Linked DNA regions of Mus musculus: regions 2 and 3 are each linked to region 1. Evidence: chromatin contacts called from public HiChIP or PLAC-seq data. All regions are on one chromosome and are shown on one strand. Each heading gives the region's core, a stretch centred on a gene start, on an enhancer-like site or on the middle of the called end of the contact. The rest is flanking DNA. Distances are from core to core; before and after follow the strand shown. Region 1 holds the start of Eme1 (essential meiotic structure-specific endonuclease 1). Region 2 has its middle 14 kb from the start of Gm51874. Region 3 overlaps Acsf2 (acyl-CoA synthetase family member 2).

The links. HiChIP or PLAC-seq counts read pairs in DNA pulled down with a chosen protein or histone mark.
Region 2: an H3K4me3 HiChIP or PLAC-seq map of the SCID.adh cell line shows a contact between it and region 1, with 17 read pairs. The contact joins the enhancer-like site here to the promoter of Eme1 in region 1. A contact is called at or near these places in 1 of 15 datasets of contacts at CTCF or cohesin (CD8 T cells), 5 of 484 Hi-C or Micro-C datasets (B cells, the BV-2 cell line, Th1 cells and 2 more), 8 of 115 datasets of contacts at active chromatin or transcription factors (the SCID.adh cell line, bone marrow-derived dendritic cells, bone marrow-derived macrophages and 4 more) and 3 of 9 other capture datasets (adipose tissue, liver and pancreatic islet).
Region 3: an H3K27ac HiChIP or PLAC-seq map of embryonic stem cells shows a contact between it and region 1, with 8 read pairs. The contact joins the enhancer-like site here to the promoter of Eme1 in region 1. A contact is called at or near these places in 1 of 39 promoter capture datasets (pre-B cells), 1 of 15 datasets of contacts at CTCF or cohesin (large pre-B cells), 1 of 484 Hi-C or Micro-C datasets (liver), 7 of 115 datasets of contacts at active chromatin or transcription factors (the SCID.adh cell line, effector CD8 T cells, embryonic stem cells and 2 more) and 3 of 9 other capture datasets (adipose tissue, liver and pancreatic islet).

Annotation. Positions count from the first base shown.
Region 1 is chr11:94,652,023-94,655,569 of GRCm38.p6, forward strand. Eme1 (essential meiotic structure-specific endonuclease 1) reads right to left here and starts at 1,721. Exons shown (of 9, transcript NM_177752.5): 1 at 1,674-1,721. It overlaps Mrpl27 (mitochondrial ribosomal protein L27), which reads left to right and starts at 1,769. Exons shown (of 4, transcript NM_053161.2): 1 at 1,769-1,819. The coding sequence starts at 1,780.
Region 2 is chr11:94,729,100-94,733,074 of GRCm38.p6, forward strand. No RefSeq gene overlaps it. Among named protein-coding and RNA genes, the nearest start is that of Gm51874, 14 kb to the left of the region's middle. Within about 2 kb of position 1,357, at least 5 of the 459 cell types and tissues checked have an H3K27ac peak or open chromatin away from gene starts, as enhancers often do. A contact at or near this core is called in the SCID.adh cell line and bone marrow-derived macrophages, where this site is marked.
Region 3 is chr11:94,578,931-94,582,597 of GRCm38.p6, forward strand. The region is part of intron 1 of Acsf2 (acyl-CoA synthetase family member 2); the gene reads right to left. Among named protein-coding and RNA genes, the nearest start is that of Chad, 16 kb to the left of the region's middle. Within about 2 kb of position 1,556, at least 10 of the 459 cell types and tissues checked have an H3K27ac peak or open chromatin away from gene starts, as enhancers often do. A contact at or near this core is called in embryonic stem cells, where this site is marked.

The DNA.
Region 1 (3,547 bases), core at 471-2,970:
CACCTTTACCAGTTGAGTCATATCTCACTGGCCCCCCTAACATGGAGATCTTTCTAAAACAAAAACAAAAATAAGAAACAATGTAATCCCAGCACTTGGGAGGCAGAGGCAGGCGGATTTCTGAGTTCGAGGCCAACCATCCACACTGGACACTTCTCACAACCGCCTGTCATCCCAGTTCCAGGAGATCCAATGCCCTCTTCTGGCCTCCACATCCATATAAAATAAAAAGAAATGAAAATTTAAAATAGACAAATAAAAGCAAGTAAATCAGATGGCTCGGTGAGCAAAAACATATGTCACCTAGTTGGATTTCAGTTCCTAGAACCTACACACAGTGGAAAGCATGCCTATGCACACACCCATGTACGCTCATGTCCACACACAGGAAAAAACTCCCCTTACAATTCACATAGTGTATAGTACTCAAAACTATCCTTTAGGTGTTGGAGTAGCAGCGGTAGAGTGCTTGCTTAGCACATAGAGAGCCCTACATGAACGTTAGGCCCCAGCCTTAGTACAGTTAACAGATAAAGAAATCATTCACTCAGACTGATGGGGCTCCGTATGTCTGTGCTGTGTCAGCATTACCCTCCTCTTACTCCCGAATGTCTCCATCATCACAAAGAGAAATCCTACAAACTGGGCATGCTGGCACACAACTGCAATCCCACCTATTGGGAGGCTACAGAGGGGGATATTTTGAGTTCAAGGCCAGCCTACTTGATACAGTGAGACTTCTCAAAAGCAAGGGTATTTCTATAACCATTTTTTTTTTTTTTTTTTTTCTGAGACAGGGTTTCTCTGTATAGATAGCCCTGGCTGTCCTGGAACTCACTTTGTAGACCAGACTGGCTGAGAACTCAGAAATCCGCCTGCCTCTGCCTCCCAAGTGCTGGGATTAAAGGCATGCGCCACCACCACCTGGCATTTATTTATTTATTTAAAAATTAAGAAAAAAAAAAAAAGCCCCCACACACAAAAAAACAAGTTCTTTCTCTCTCCCAGCATCTAAAAATAAAATAAGATCCATTGTCTCTATGGATTTACAGGTTCTGTATATTTCATAAAAGCACACCGTATGTGCCTTTGGTGACTGGTGTCTTTCGCAGTCATGCTTTCAGGGTCCTTCTGTGGCCATACTATGCACCAGTACTGCCTCATTTTTTATAGCTGAATAATATTCCACTGTGTGGCTATGTCACATTTTGTTTACGCATTTATTGCTTGATGGACGGTTAGCCTGCTCCCCTTTCTTGGCTGTTACGGATAATGTTGCTACAGACATTCACGTACAAATATTTTGAACGAGTATGTTTTCACAGTTCTCTTGTGCGTACACTTAAGTCTGCCTGGAACTGCTGGGTTACACGCAAGAATCATTCTTTCAACAATAATTAGTGACTGATAATCTTTGCAGTCTTCCTGGATCTCAATTTAACATAATACCAGTAACTTAGGTTTGTAAGGAATTAAATGAAATTGTGCATCTACAACCAGTCTAGCACAGAATCTAGCTGAGCCTCACCCTGGTCCCTCCCTAGGGACCTTCGTGTGGTTCCTGGAGTGGGACAAACGTCCGTGCTGGCCACACTCCTTGTCTCTGGGGCCCACGGTCCACTGCAGAAGTCGCCGGAGGTCCCGGCCATAAACCCCAAGAGATCTGGGCTCACCTGCTACTGCTCCCGCCACTCTTTGAATTGTCCGCAAGACCCGGAAGTAGATCTATCCCGGTAGCGGAAGCAGACTTCCCAGCCTGGAAGTGAACGTGAAGCAAATATGGCGGCGGCGGCGCTTACGCTGAGGACGCGGGCAGCAGGTAGCTCAGCACTGTGGCTATTGCGAGGCGAGACAGCAGGGAGGCTGGGAGATGGAAACTGGAGCCCATGGTGAACCTAGATACGGGGAAGAAGTGAGGGGCTCCGGACCTTTGGAGGGCGACTGTCTCCGGTCACGTGACACGTTGTGGGCGGTGCTTGCGGAGGGTGGGAGTGCAGAATGAAAGCCCGTTGGATAGTTACTCCAGAAGCTCTGTCCCCTCTGGGTTTATGTGGATCCCTCCGGATTTGAAGAAGACTAAGTTCAAAACATTTAATTGATATTCAAGACTTAGCTTTTTTCCTTTCCTCGCTTTTGAGGTAGGTTCCCACTGTGTAGTTTGCCGTCTTAGAGCTGGTATTTCAGATGTCTATGACCATGACCAACGCTTAGGTCTGGTGAGACACTGCTCAGAGTACCAGCATAAACATGGTTTCTAACGCCTTGTGAGTTCAGCCAGTAAACACGTGAGTAACTTAGTTGTAATCTCGAATAGTATTGTGAAGAGTCTTAGATTAGGGGACCAAGGAAGTCTCTTGAAGGGATAGCAATTTAGACCTAAAAGAGACAGACCCAACCAAACCTGTGTAGACAGAAGGCAAGAAAATGACTTGACTCGGTTTTACAGTTTTGAGGAGCCAATTAAGAGGAGGCAGACTGGGTGCAAATAAATAAATGAAAATGAAACCAAGTGGGACCAGGAATAGTAGTGCCTATAATCCCTGCACTTAGGAGCCTGGGGCAGGAAGATTTCATCAGATCCAAGGCCAGCCTGGGTCACAGACTCAAAAGCTATAAATAAATAAAATAACATAAAATAAAATAAAATAAAATAACCTACACAGAAAACCATCTGCAAGACTTGCTATAGGATAGATCATTTGGCCCAGATATTAGTGGTGTTGGTAGAGAAGCTGGAGGGTAGTGGGTGAATATGACATCTGTCTGTTCTGAAGATATAGATTCCACAAGTCTTACTGCTCTGTAAAATGAGGGAAGAGAGTCATCTGTAAAGTCTTGTTTTTCACAAGAGCAGAGACATATGAGTGAAACAATGTAGGCAAAAGCAAAACACCAATCACCAGTAAGTGAGTGGGTGAAGCCAGGAAGTGCATGCCTGTAACCTCGGTTATATGTGAAGTAAAGGCCTGAGGATTGCAAGTTCAAGGTCTTCATGGGCTACAGGAGAGGGGGGAGGGGATTCCATTCCATTGCTGGACATTGAAGATGTCTCCTAAGTTCTTTTTTTGTGATGTTTGTTTGTTTGGAGACACTGTATCACTATGAAGCCCTGGCTGTCCTAGAACTCAGTCTCTAGACCAAACTGGTCCTGTTGTCACAGAGATCTGCCTGCCTCTGCCTCCCAAGTGCTAGCATCAAAAGCTTGCCTGTGCCACCATGCCCAGCCTGCTCTCTGAGAGCTAGTCTTGTATCCCAGCAACTTTCTGTTCTTATGGGAATTTGAGAAACCTAGATAACCAGTGCTATGCCCCCAAACACCCATAAAGCAACTCTAAATGGGCTGATACTAGATCCTAAGATCCTATACTATGCCTAGAGACCTAAAACAGACAGCCTGGATTTTATTTTTGTGTATGAATGTTTTGCCTATGTGTATATATGCATACCACACGGTATACTTGGTACCAGCAGAGGTAAGAAAAGGCCATTGGATCCCCTGAAACAGGAGTTACAGATGACTGTGGACCACTACAAAAGTGCTAGAAAC
Region 2 (3,975 bases), core at 107-2,606, 77 kb after region 1:
CTACTCCCCAACAAAATAAAATTGAAAGAAAGAAAGAAAAGAAAAATCAAAACAAAGAGGGTGTGGGGGCTATGATGTAATTTTTATGAAAGCATGCATGCAGCTGTGTACAGAAAATACTAGAGCAAGACTTCGAACAACATGGCATCTATTGCTTTCTTCTTCTTCTTCTTCTTCTTCTTCTTCTTCTTCTTCTTCTTCTTCTTCTTCTCCTTCTCCTTCTCCTTCTCCTTCTCCTTCTCCTTCTCCTTCTCCTTCTCCTTCTCCTCTTCCTCCTCCTCCTCCTCTTCCTCCCCCTCCCCTCCCCCTCCCCCTTTCCCCCCCCTCTTCCTCCTTCTTCTTCACATTGTTTTGCCACACAGGGCACCATAACCAACGCTTGCACCTGGTATGTAGGCAATTCCTCTACAGTCAAACACCCAGCCCCTAAACCCTGAAATTCTCCCAAGTCTCCAGGTGCCCCAGAGGCTGCTGGTGGTCCAAGGGTTTCACTAGAATCAAGGTTCAGAGGAGCCCTGGATTTCGATCTCAGGGTTCTGGGAGCAAATCCTGATTTTGTCCCTAAAATATGGCTCAGCTCAACCTTGGGAAATACACTTCTCTGTTTTAATCTTGGGTCTCTCTGTCTGTAGGGCATAGAGACAGAGCTAGAATTGTTAAAGCGACCCCTAGGGGCTCAAGAGGCGATTCACAGATTAGGAGTATTAGCTGCATTTCCTGAGGACCCAGGCTGGATTCCAGCACCTGGTGCCTCACAACCTTTTTAACTCCAGTTCCAAGGGGCCTGAAGGCTTCTTCTGGCCTTTTCATACACACAGTGCACAGACGTACATGCAGGCAAAATACACATACACATAAAGGAAAAAACATTTAAAAAATTAAAGAAGAAAGAAAACCAATATTTAAAAGTAAAGTAAAAGCTTGGTGTGGCGGCGCATGCCTTTGATTTAGGTGCTCAGAGAGGCAGAGATGGGTGGACCTCTGTGAGTTCAAGGCCAGCCTGGTTTACATAGTGAGTTTCAGGACAGTCAGAGCCACATCGTGAGACCCTGAAAATCAATCAATCAATCAATCAATCAATCTAGGTGGTGGTAGTGCATGCCTCCACAGGTGGAGCTCTGAGTTTGTCTATGGGGGAGTTGCAGGACAGCCAGGACCACACAGGGAAACCTTGTCTCAAAAAACCTAAATAAAATAAATAAAAAGCCCCTTGGTCCCTGAGCCTCCTAACACACTGAGAAGGCCCTCCAGACGGCCTTTCCGGCCATTCTCCTGGGTTCTTTTCCAGAGGCTCACTCACCCCCACTGAGTTTTCATAGCTCACTTCGGCTGTGTCTCTACCATCCCTATTCTCACCAGCAGATGGCAATAGAGGACCAGGAGAGTCCCAGAGGGAGACTTCCAGTTTTCTAGCTGATTCCTTGATGGGTGGGTATTTGTTATTTATGATGGTTATTATTTATTTGATTTTTTTGCCTATATGATTAGTCTGTGCACAACATGTGTGCGTGGTACCTTCAGAGGCCGGAAGGTGGAGTTGGATCCAATAGGTGGGTGTTTGTAAAGTGTGTGTGTGTGTTGTACCAAGGATTAAAAACAAGGTCTCTCACCACCAGGCAAGCCCTCTACTATTGAACAAAATTCCCAATCCTTTAAAAATATTTGAGTGTGGGGCTGGAGAGATGGCTTAGCGGTTAAGAGCACTGACTGCTCTTCCAAAGGTCCTGAGTTCAAATCTCAGCAACCACATGGTGGCTCACAACCATCCATAACAAGATCTGACACCATCAGTCCGGTGTGGTGGCGCATGCCTTTAATCCCAGAGCTCGGGAGGCAGAGGCAGGGAGATTTCTGAGTTCGAGGCCAGCCTGGTCTACAGAGTGAGTTCCAGGACAGCCAGGGCTACACAGAAAAACCCTGTCTCGAAAAACCAAAAAAAAAAAAAAAAAAATCTGACACCCTCTTCTGGAGTGTTTCAACTACAGTGTACTTACATATAATAAATTAAATAAAATAAAAAATATTTTTTAAAAAATTGAATGTGAGAGTCCACTGAGTTGCTGAGGCTGGCCTTGAACTGTGATTTCTGCTGGAATCGCAGGTATCAGTAAACCTGACTACTTCTTTCTCTCATTCATTCCCGGACAGTTACACTATGCACCTACACTGGCCTCGAACTCTCGGCTCATCCCCTGGGTAGCTGGGGTTTCACACGTACACCACAACTAGCTACTTGCAAACATTTTAAGCTCCCTTTTAGCAGGTTCCGAGACAAACAGCACCATTTCAAATTCCCATTGGTCTTGCTTGCGTAGGAGCAAGATTCCAGCGTTGAGCTCGGAACTGAAAATAGGTCATTGTGAAGCACCACAGTACATGTCTGCTGGAAGCAAATATTCTTGGTATCACTAAAAGAAACACATGAACAAAGCGAAAGAAAACTCAGCAAGGCCATTTGCTTTCTGTAAAAAGGGCGCTGCGCAGCGGGAACCAGGTTGGGGAGCACAGGAAGTCCCCTTAGCTTTTGTCCTACTGCAGGTGATAACTTGTTTCTTTTTCCTTTGGCAGGGGTCTGACCTCACAGTCTTTTGTGATTGGCTAGTTTTAATAGACTGGCAGCTAGGGTTGGGGGGGTGGGTAGAAGTCTTTAATCCCTATAGAGGTGGGGAGTTTTCCGTGACTTGAAGGACAGTTTGGTCGGCATATGGATCTCCAGGACTGCATCTCAAAATGGAGGAGGAGGAGGAAGAGCAGGAGGAAGAGGAGGAGGAGGGGGAGGGGGAGAGGGAAGAGGGGAGGAGGAAGAGGAGGAGGAGGAGAGGCACAAAGGAAAGGAAGAAAAGGAAAATGAGCTGAGGACTCCAGGCCACCAAGTTAATTAAGTGCACAGAATGGGGGAGGAGCTTTTCATAAACAAAAATTTTTCCAGGGTTTGGACTTTTTGTTTTGTATTTTGTTTGTGTGTTTGTTTTTGAGACAAGGTCTCTGTGTACTTCTGGCTGTCTTGGAATTTTCTTTGTAGACTAGGCTGTCCTCAAACTCACAGAGATCCCCCTGCCTCTGCCTCCCAAGTGCTGGGATTCGTGCGTGCGCCAACCCCCGCCCCGCCCACCCCCACCCCCCACACACACTTTTTTTACTTCAGTTCCTTATTATTTGCTTGGCTTGGCTTTGGTTAGGGAGATTCAAAGACTCGAATTCCTTTGCATAGAAGTTTTACACAGCGGGGGTTTACGGAATACTGGCTCTCAGTGGGGTAGCCACTTTTGATAGAAAAAAATAAAAAGGTCATTTATCAATATATCTATTATCCCATCGCTCAGGAAGCTGAGGCTGGAGGAGCAAGAGCTTGCAGCCAACTTGGGCCGTGTAGCAACTCTGTCTCACAAGGTAAAGCTGAGCAGGTGGTGCAGGCTTCAATCCCAGCACTGGGGAGGCAGTGGCAGGTGGATCTCTGTGGGTTTTGAGATCCTGTCTCAAGAACAATAGTGAATAAATAAATAACAAATAAATAGGAATTCAGAAACCCCGCAAAAGCCTTACCTGGCACCCAGCTCACTCTCGGGCACTAACTTTAGAGTTCAAGTCTCTGTGAAGGTCAAACGGGAAACACACCCGGTATCAGAGCCACGAAGGGAGGAGGCAGCCTGCCTTTTAAGGCTTTCAGGCTGCAACGGAACCCACCTGTTTCTTTTTCAGCCATGGTTACAACCTGAGGGGGCAGAATCCTATTTTACACACGTGGAGATAGATCCACTGAGGCTGGACCGTGGCACAGTCCTCATTCCGTCAAGTGACAGGGTAAGGGTTCCGGGATTGAAGTCCACACCCCTCTGCCTCCCGCTGAGTGACCCTGGGTTTATGTCAGGCTGTAGACACATTCCCACAAGGGGGCAGTGTTTGCTTCCTGGGTTCTCGTCTACCAGGGCCTACCTGATCAAGAGTGTGTTATTAAGGTGTATTAATAAGGTGTGA
Region 3 (3,667 bases), core at 306-2,805, 73 kb before region 1:
GTTCAATTCCCCAGCCCCGACACAGTGGCTGACTGACAACTGTCTGTAACTCCAGTCCAAAGCATCTGATGCCCTCTTCTGGCCTCTGATGGTGCACACATATCTGTGCAGGTGAAATATCTAAACACATAAAGTAAAATTAAATAAAATCTCAAAAACAAAAGAAGAGGGAAAGAACACTGATACATTAAGTATTCTAATAATTACAAAAGGGGGTGTGGCTACCGTAGATAGAGTACTTGCCTGACCTTCAATGAAGACTGGGGTTAGCTCCCTAGAACCAGACGGAAGGATGAATGCTTACTAAGTAATTAATTTTCTGTTATTTGCTATGTGGATGACAGATTTTTGACTGCGGTGCCTTCCTTAGAGACTCATTGGACCTAACCACTGGCCTCAATATACACCTATATCTGAGCTGACGGACACCTTGACACTGGAAGTGATGGCCAAGCTACTGGGCTCTGTCAGTATTTCCCTACACTGAAGATTGAGAACTTAAGTTGAGACAGGACCACACATATCGGTGAGCTAATTTCTGAAGCCAGGTTGGACGATTTGTGCCACCTCCAGTATGCAACTGTCCAAATGCCTGTTCACCAATTTAAAAAAAAAAAGATTTATAGTGACTTATTGCTCGTAAGTTCACATAGGAAGGACAGCAAAAGTCTTAATGAGCCGGGCAGTGGTGGCACACGCCTTTAATCCTAGCACTTGGGAGGCAGAGGCAGGCAGACTTCTGAGTTCGAGGCCAGCCTGGTCTACAGAGTGAGTTCCAGGACAGCCAGGGCTACACAGAGAAACCCTGCCTCGAAAAACAAAACAAACAAACAAAAACAAAAAGAAAGAAAAAATATTTTAATGACTGAACCAGATAATTTGAATGAATCTTATAAAAATAATGATAAATAAAAGACATTAGGATCAGGTATGGTGGTGTGCCTTAGTCCCAGAACTCAGGAGGTAGAAGAAAATGAGACAGGCTAGGAAGACTAGGAAAAGAAAGGACCATGGGAAAGGAAAGGGATGTGACATCCCGGAGTGTGGCTTGCTAGAATCTGAAATCTCTCCCTTGCTAGTAGTTGAAATTTTCATCACAATTAACAATACACTTAACAATTAACACTACAATCTGGTCTACAGAGCGAATTCCAGGACAGCCAGGGATACAAGGAGAAACTCGGTCTTGGCTTGGTGGGGTGGTGGTGGTGGTATAGGGTAGATTGCTCATGTGAAGAAAATACTCTTTTTTTTTTTTTTTTTTTTTGCAGAGATATCTGAAGTAAAAGTGGTAGAGCAGCAAAGTGCATGCATGAAATGAAGGAACATATGACCTTTGAATTTAACCTTATCTCTTTCCTGGCTGCTGTAGATGGCTCTCAGGGGCTCTCACAAACAAGGTTATTACCTTGTTAACAGTAAAAACAACTCTACTCTCTTGTGATCTTGTATAGCAAGGATTCCATAGACTTTGTGACCTATGGAGCCACCCTCTTACCTCACTTATTGAAAAGGTTTAAGGAAAAAAAATTCCTTAGAAACCCTTTGAACAATGGAATGCAGAAGTCACCAAAATCTAGCTGGGTGTGGTGGTGCCTGGCGGTCCTCATCCCAGCACCGAGGAAGTAGAAGCCAGGAGTTCAAGGTCATCGTCAGCCACACACCAAAGTTTAATAGAAGAGGCTCTGTCACAAACTCTCTTTAATAAACATCACTCACTGCCTAGTGAGAGCTTTCTGCTAGCCTGGGTTACATAGAGAATTCAGAGATAGCCTGGGGTTCGTAGTCCAACCTGTACTCAAGAAACAAAAACAGTGCTTTAGCTAAGTGATAAAACACTGGCTTGGTGTGCAAAGGCGTAAGTTTGATCCCCAGTACCTCATAGATAGATTGATAGATTGATTGATAGATAGATAGATAGATAGATAGATAGATAGATAGATAGATAGATATTCACCCAGGCATGTGAGGCTGTAATTTCAGTACACCGAAGGCATCAAGAGTTTGAGGCCAACCTGGGCTACACAGCAAGATCCCATCTCAACACAAACAAAACTTAAAGGCAAGTAAAATTAAAAACAAAGAAATGCTGAAGAGATGTCTCGGGTTAAGAGTGTCTCATGCTCCTGCAGGGGATTGGGACTTAAAAGGAAGAGGTTAGGAGAGAAGGGAGGGAGGGGAAGGGAGGGAGACAGGGGGTGGGCACAGCGTAGGGAGTGGTGGCGCACATCTATGATCTAGTAAGAGGTGTTTGTTTAGAAGTTACTTTTGCTAATAACCTTTGACTCCGGACCACAGGAAAGCCTGGCACCTCTGCCTTCCCTTTTCACCTGTCCCCTTCACTTTGTGACAACCTGCTTACCTCTGCTCCTGCCAAAGTGTCTACCTAGAAAGCAGAGATAAAAGTATCTCATTTCCCTTCAAGGTTGAAGTCACAAAGGTTCTCATCTACTAAACCTAGTAGGGCCTGAGGCAGGACAAATCCCAGACAAGATACCATTTCAAAGGTAGAGAAGCTATAAAATGGAGCAGGTGTGTGTGTGTGTGTGTGTGTGTGTGTGTGTGTGTGTGTGCACGAGAGCGCGCACACGCTCACACTTGCTCACACATCTCTGCGGATGCTTGTGCCACAGTGCACATGTGACCTATGGAGATCCGAGGACGGTGGCCCCTTCCTTCCCATCTTATCTTAAGGTAAGGCATGCAGCCCAGCTTTTCCATGAGCTATCAACCTACTATTTTGTAGGACTCAGATTCATTCTCTCTTGCTATCAACAATAGATCTTGCTTCCTCCCAGGGCTATAGGTGAAGAGCAGAGCTACACCACAGCCAGGAATTCTTAATCACCAACACCACCTGCTCACAGTCCTGACTTTTCAAGTCTGACACTCATGTCACTACCCCAAAGATGGCCACATTGACTATATTTCCTATGTAGAAATTTGGGTTGGGTGGGTGAACGTGGCTTGTTGGAGTGGCTAGTGGAAAGCTTTGTCCTAAAAGTTCTAATTATTTGGGAGCCTGAGGCAGGAGGACTGAAGTTCAAGACCAGCATCTACATCATCCCTCCCTCCCTCCTTCCCTTTCTTGGTCTTTCAACGTCATTCAGCCTGGCCTGAAACGCCTGTCTCAAAACAATAACAACAAAAGAAAATGGAGGGCTGGCGAGATGGCTCAGTGGGTAAGATCACTGACTGCTCTTCTAAAGGTCCTGAGTTCAAATCCCAGCAACCACATGGTGGCTCACAACCATCCAAAATGAGATCTGACGCCCTCTTCTGGTGTGTCTGAAGACAGCTACAGTGTACTTACATATAATAAATAAATAAATCAAAAAAAAAAAAAGAAGAAAGAAAATGGAAGTCAAATGTAAAAGGGCCACAGAAGGAATGACAATACAGCACTTGCCTAGACTACAAGGCCCAGCCTGGTCTCCAAAAAGCACTTAAAATACCATACTCTGGGGCCAGCCAGCCGGCTCACGCCTAGCAGCCCAACAGTCTTGAATTCAGTACCCCAAACCCACTTCAAGGTATGCGAGAGCCAGTGCCACAAAGTTGTCTTCTGACCACCACACATGTCACCTGACACTCAGGTGGCCCCCTCCATACAGAGAAAATAATAAATAAGTAATTTAAAGGCATGCTTTTCTATACTTCAATATAA